2 separate regions of the Gossypium arboreum genome follow, and region 2 is linked to region 1. A link is a contact called in public Hi-C data. All regions are on one chromosome and are shown on one strand. Each heading gives the region's core, a stretch centred on a gene start, on an enhancer-like site or on the middle of the called end of the contact. The rest is flanking DNA. Distances are from core to core; before and after follow the strand shown. Region 1 holds the start of LOC108461391. Region 2 holds the start of LOC108462922 (cytochrome b5).

Evidence for each region. A called contact is a pair of places that touch in the nucleus more often than the background predicts.
Region 2: a Hi-C map of leaf shows a contact between it and region 1, with 4 times the contacts expected there. The contact joins the promoter of LOC108462922 here to the promoter of LOC108461391 in region 1. A contact is called at or near these places in 2 of 5 Hi-C or Micro-C datasets (both in leaf).

The regions. Positions count from the first base shown.
Region 1 is chr13:32,302,574-32,305,994 of ASM2569848v2, forward strand. LOC108461391 reads left to right here and starts at 1,740. Exons shown (of 7, transcript XR_001867733.2): 1 at 1,740-2,157; 2 at 2,255-2,325; 3 at 2,410-2,585; 4 at 3,218-3,326; 5 at 3,407-3,421.
Region 2 is chr13:32,576,653-32,580,073 of ASM2569848v2, forward strand. It overlaps LOC108462922 (cytochrome b5), which reads right to left and starts at 1,584. Exons shown (of 3, transcript XM_017762837.2): 1 at 1,282-1,584; 2 at 226-292; 3 at 1-113. The coding sequence starts at 1,368.

The DNA of each region.
Region 1 (3,421 bases), core at 490-2,989:
AGTCATATTGGACCCACGTCCCAAGCTTATTTAAAGTGCCTTTGGAACCTTGTTTAGATTGATCAAATTTAGCAAAATAGATTTGCTTTAAATATGTGAGATTTGTTAAAGAGTTTTTAGGGAGAGTTTTTTAGAGAGCTTTTTTATTTGGGATATTTGGTTTTCTTTTGGGATTTGCTCTTTGTATTCCGGTTGAATACTCTCTATCGTTATACTCCTTTGTTTGTTGATTAGTGAAAAGCCGAAGCCTCTTTTGTGTTTGTTCTTTTCCACTTTTACTATCTCATTAGTTATACAAGTCGATCCCCAATAATATATTTATTGGTATGCCTTTATTGTTCCTATACTATTACCTTTTAAAACTTTTTATTCAAGAAATTGGATAGGGACTTTGCTAAAAAACAAATTAAATCTTTGCTGAGCAATGTTATATTATGTATTCATCTTCACTTCCCTTTTTCTTTGAATTAGAAGCATTTCGAACATTTCTTTTTCTATAATATTTTTTAAAATATATATTTAAATTTAACTAAAATAAGTTCCAAACTTTTAATTTCTAACTAAACATTAACGCATACTTATTTGAAATAAAAAAATTAGTAAAATCAAAGGATAAGAGTTTTATCTAAATACAAAAAACAAAATATAAGAACTTTATTCGAAAAAAGTGAAATGTTTAGGTTTTTATTTAAAACGAAAGAGGAAAAATAGCCGTCTTTTCTATGCTTAAAGATCTTGCCCAAAACCCTATCTAAAAATGTTGTTCACGCCTATTGGGCCGGATGGGCTCACTGGGGATGAAGATGTTTATTTTCCAATTACGTGGTGTTCTTCTTCTTCTTCTTCTCTAAATAAAATTATGTTTTCATTAAAACTTTCATCCCTTTAATATACAATTTATCAAAATTTGGTTCTACTATATGAGGATCAAAAGTTTATTTAGTTATTAGTAAACACATTAACTTGAATTATTGATTTTACTATTTTATTACATATAAATTTTTAAATATTAATTTCATGCATATAAAAAAATAAAAAATAGATACACTAACTTTTCAATTTTGGTAATGCAATTATCAGAAAATAATATTGCAAAATTGTACACGTTTTAGGGCCAATCTTATCCAGTTAATAGTGAGCTGATTTCTGAATCTACTAGAAAAGCAAATTGGGCTTCAACCTGAATAGGCTCAAAAATAACAGTTCAATATATGAAGTTGAGTTTTATAAGTAGAAAGGTTAATGGGCTGAGACCTAAATCTAAAATATTTTCATGCCCAAACTTAACCATTTAGGCCTAATCAAATGGCCCATTTTACCGTTTGAAAAATGATAAAAATTATTTAAATTTAATTATAGAATATATAAATATTAATATAAAATTACTTTTATATATTTTTGTTATTTATAAATATTAAAAGGAGTCAACTCAAAATTGAAAAATACAAACTCAGGCGTCTCCCAAAATGCATTGAATTAATTAGGCCAATCAAATCAATCAATCCATGAACACCTCTTGAGCCATAATACTCATAATGGACCTTACAACAAGAATTTAGTCTATTAATATTTAATATATTTAACAAGAAAGTTCAAATGTGCAAGACTCATTTATAAAAAATATTATTATTTATTTTTTACAATTAAGGGTGACTACAATATAAATATTTATTTTTTAAGGTAATATTTAAAATTATTTGAAAATAATATATTTTAATACACTCCAATACATCTCTTCGTTATCAAAAATTCTTATGCCTGTTTTAATAATAGAAACAAATGTTAAGGCTTGAAGATAATGTACGAGGGGTTATGTTGGCATGTCTTTAGAGAATAACAGTTAAAAGCGCTGCTATTAAGTGTAAGGCAGCTGAAGAGGGAGCGGGTAAAACAGAAGAATGAGCAATAGTAGAATTATATTTCGGTCTGTGTTACGAAGCTCTCGAAGGCCTTCCTTGGGCTTCGCCGCTTCATCCTTGTCTTCTGCAAGGTTCTCTCCTTTACCTCTTCCCACTGCCCTTAACCCTCCTCCTCCTTTTGAACTAAAATCCATTTCCTCTTTCACTTCTTCCTTCACTCGCCGTCTATTCCACAACACAGCCTCCGTTCACAACAAAAACGAGAACCACCAACAGGAAGAAGAAGAACTGCGTTTCTGTTATTCCTTTTTTCCTTTCTTCTGCTGTGCATACCAAGTGTTTGATCAGAGTTCTGTGTCAGTAACCGATTTTTTTGAACTTCTTGGTTTGAGCAGATGGAACTGCTGAAGATGATGGAGAATTCACGGATGAGTGGGAAGAAGAGGATGAAACCGTCGAGCCCAAGGTATGCATTGTTTCTATCTTATTGGATTTCTTTCCTTGCTTTTGATGACGGGTCTTTTTATTTTATGTTATTTTATGAATGTAGGTTGGTGATGGAGGGGATGGTGGTGGAATTGTATTGCAAGGTGTTCCTTGGGGTGAATCTGCTCTCTCTATAGCCCATGATGCACTAAAACTGTTTAGCGATGACATTAAACTTTATGCTTTCAAGACTACACCTCGTGGATACATTTATGTCAGACTTGACAAATTGTCAGATGAGTAAGTATTCTTCCTTATGGATCGCTAACAAGCTGGAGAAACTGAAGCTTCTTTCAAGAACCTAACTAATAGCTGTCATTTGATTGTTGCTTTTATCTCTTATATTTGTTCTGGAAATGAAAGGCAAACAGCATCTCTGGTAGTGAATGATTTGAAGAATATATATCTTTGTGAGAATGAAATACATAGCTTTACGTTTACAAACTTTGGGAGGGGATGGGTTGCACAAGGCTTGAACTCCTATGGTGCCAATGTACAACAACCTTGCTACTCCAAATGTGGCTACATCTTCAGTGTTTCATTTTAATAATTTTTTCGATTTCAGTAATTAAGATTTCCTTTTAATTCATTGCTTTTTACCATTTGTTTTTGGAAGCAGAATGTAAGTAGCAAATGAAGTAACCTAGTAGTCTAATTTATTGCGCTTGACCCAACTCATTTGGTATCTGATGAAAAAATTAGGAAAAATGGGAACACACTTAGAAAAAGGAATGAATTGTACCCCCTTTTTTTTCTCTTGAAAAGTAGAAAACTTCCAGAGGAATTATGCAGTCATCTTGTGATGTAGCTTGGCACTTGAAATTGAATCTCTGGGGTTTATAATATTAAAAGACCAATGCTCCTTTCATCAGATATGGTTGTCCCAGCATGGAGGAACTGCAGAGTTATACTCAAGAATATAAGAAAAGATTGGATGAAGCTGGAGAACGAAGAGAAATACCAGATGATTTGGCTCTTCAGGTAATAAGTAGCTAGTTCTTTTGTGCTGAGTCTCAGATATGTCTATATTCCGTATCCTAAAACCACGTTTTGTTTTGAAGGTATCATCTCCTGGT
Region 2 (3,421 bases), core at 334-2,833, 270 kb after region 1:
TTCTGGGATGATAGGGGAGGACGTGTCAAGTTCACCAATGCAAAAGCTTTGCAGGAGCTCCTTTGCACTTTTGCTGTGTCCAGCATCTTCAAAATCATCGGTTGCATCTTTCCCTTCAAGGAGATCATTGGCAGCAGGCCATTTAGGGGATTCATTATTTTATATTCCGGACACTCTCAGCTCCTATGTATGATAAAAAAAAGTAAAGAAGTGCAAGGACATTACCTGTCGACTCGAGCACTACATCATCACCTCCTGGATGCTCATCCAAATAAGAAGTAACATCATATACCTGTAAAGGATGAAGACACTTCGTTTTGTATCAAGAGATAAATGAAGGGAATGGAGCTCATTTCACTTGCATAAGACCATTGTATAGGATTTTCAGGTGCTTTGAAGGAAATACAAGGTGTTAGGCTTAATCAATCATGTGCAAATTGTAATTTAGTATGGATACAACCAAATTGATCCGAACTATTGGATTCACTACAAACATCCACAGCAATGAATGCACAGCTCAGCACAGGATGTTAAGTTGCATCCTGCATTTCCTAGTCATTAAAACTAGTACATAAACCCTTGAAGCTAGTTGAACAGTGATCGATTAAGAGTCCAATTTCATTCAGGTGGAGCTACCTTCTTCGGGTGCCATAAGCAGGAAACCAAGTAGAACAGGACATAGGTACTAATGGGTGACACAAGACATGGTTTCATTACATAAAACTTCTCTATCAAACTTGACATCCTGATGAGCATAGTGAAAGCAAATTCTTGAAATGCTTTAAATACCAAGTAAAAAAGCTAGTAGCATCACAAATGAGCATATTGCAAATATAATGTTCTCTGTTGCTCTTCTGGAAAATGGATATAAATCCATGTCCTCAACATGATAATCATACAAAGGCAACGCATGATTATGTAAGCTGTTCAGTTTCTAAAACAAATAACACCTAAAATAGAGGAAATTATAAAATAACTTATGCCATTTTCAACATCCCCAAAGCAAGAACAGGTTGTCATTTCTTGTAAAATACAAAAAAAAAAAAAAAAACCAATCCAATAAGCATAACACCATCATCTTCAAGCAAAACCCCGAAAACTTGGGCTTTGCAAATTTTATCTAAAAAAAACCTAAAACTTTGCACAAAATAGCACCCTAACCAGTATATTGCATTTGAGATGAGCCATAAAGAAGAGGCTGCTGTACTAGAAATTATGAACAAAACAAATCTAATTGTAAATACATAAAGACCCAATAGAACGAGGGAAGTGAAAGAGAACCTTGCCATCTATAACGATCCAGCAATCATCTTTGGTATTGTGCTGAGAGGCTTCTTGCATGGTATAAAGCTTTGTAAGGGTCGGCATGGCTTTGACCCTTTTTGTCTCTGTTTTTTCCTTTTTTCAGATTCCTTTGGCGCCTGTCTCCGACTTAGGATGCCTAGTTATAGAAAAATCGGAGCGTGGCGGGCACTCCTTGAAGGTTTAATTTGCCTTCAGTCTCTGCACTTGTAGGACTTTCGAAATTTAGTCCTTGGCAATGTTGAAACAACTTACTTGTTGTTGGGTTTAACCAGTTCAGTAATATAATTAAATGAAAATTTTAGGAAAACCATAATTAGTTGTACAGATAGACTTGTCTTTTTTTTTTTTATCTTGGTTTCAAGGTTTATTTATTTATTTATTTATTTATCAATTTACAGTTATTTGCTTTATTTCTGAATATATTTTAACCGAACAAATAAAACGGGTTGTCTAGATTTAAACATCAGGCCTAATTCAACAAAAACTTAAACTCATGCCATATGTCATGGCTAGCCCTAAATTTTTTATTCCAAATATTTTAATTTTTATATTTAACAAGTAGAGGATTAAATTTATGGAAATAAAATAGATACACTAAATTAAAAAAGTTTAAAGAATATAAGGACGAAGAGAAGAATTAAACCTGCTTAGTTAGGTATTGAAAGAAAGAGCAGCAACGAATGAAGGATGGGCTCGCCACCACCAACCTTTCTTGAAACGGCCGCCTCCGCTGTGGCCCGTCGTAAAAAATCATTATTTCGAATAATTTTCTATTTTTTAGTAAAATAAAATTTTCAGTTTATCTATTTCTTCGTGTGTATATATATATATATATATAATATATAACAACAATGAAAACACCATAAGTACAATTATAATAATTAATTAAAATTGACAAATATTTAATATATAACAACAATGAAAACACCATAAGTACAAAGGGAAATATGCCTGTCATAAGTTAGTCCCACGCTAACTCAATTAATGTATTATAAAAGATTTAAATTAAGATAAGATTACATATTAATAAAAATATATAAAAATAATTTAATAAGTTCTAAATATTTCTTTAATGAGTAGCTGCCTTTTGCCTAATTGTGTTAATTGATGATATTACTCGCGTTATTCGTAAATATTGGTGAGTTCAAACTAGAACAAACAAAGGGTGGGCAATGTTGGCATGAGAAACTATGTGAAAGCCTAAAGGGATGGGGATTCAATTTTCAAGATACCAAGCTCTTCAACATTGCACTTTTGAGCAAGCAAATTTGGCATCTAATACACCATAATGAGACCTTGTGATTTTCTCAACTAAATACTTTCCATCAAGTGATATATATTTTTTTTATAAAAAATGTTGATAAATCCTTTTATGTTTGGAAAGGATTTGTGACTACTTGAGTCTTCATATGCAAATTTTATCTAGCGCATTAGTAATGGACACAAGGCAAAGGTGTGAACTAATAGATGGGGCATGATTTGTCCGATAGGAAGGATTTTGAGTATAATGGAACTCTCCCCAACAATGTCACTATTTCTACCCTTTTGTTGGATAACAGTAAAAGTGGAATGAGATTTTGGTTCAATCATCCTTTGCTAAAGACTATGCGAATAATATTTTGGCTCTACCTACTTGCGATAATGAGGTGGATGATGTTTTGGTATAGGGTCATGCTCCTACTTGGGTTTATTCCACTAGGTCAAGATACAATGGGCTACTTCTCCACTTTGGGCTATAGGCCACATCATGTATGTTGGAAGGAAATTTGGGAATTGAAAGCATTATGCAAGATCAAGATGTTTGGGTGGAGACTTGGTCCTTGCAAATCAAATCATCCATATAATAATGAAATTCTTCCTATGACTATTAAATATGATTCTTTTTCTTTGCACAAAGACCCTTGGTGTAAGAGATGTGATAACTCGAAAAAGGATATCTTACATGCTATACAAGATTGCCTTTTCTCTAATGAGGTACTAAAATTACATGGTATTGACGATAACTTATTACGTGCCTCATTTTGCAAGGCTATTAATTTGTTAGAGTTCACTATGAATAAGCCCGACAAAGAGGCCTTCATAAGCATTTTAGTGGTTTATACATGTAACCTCATCC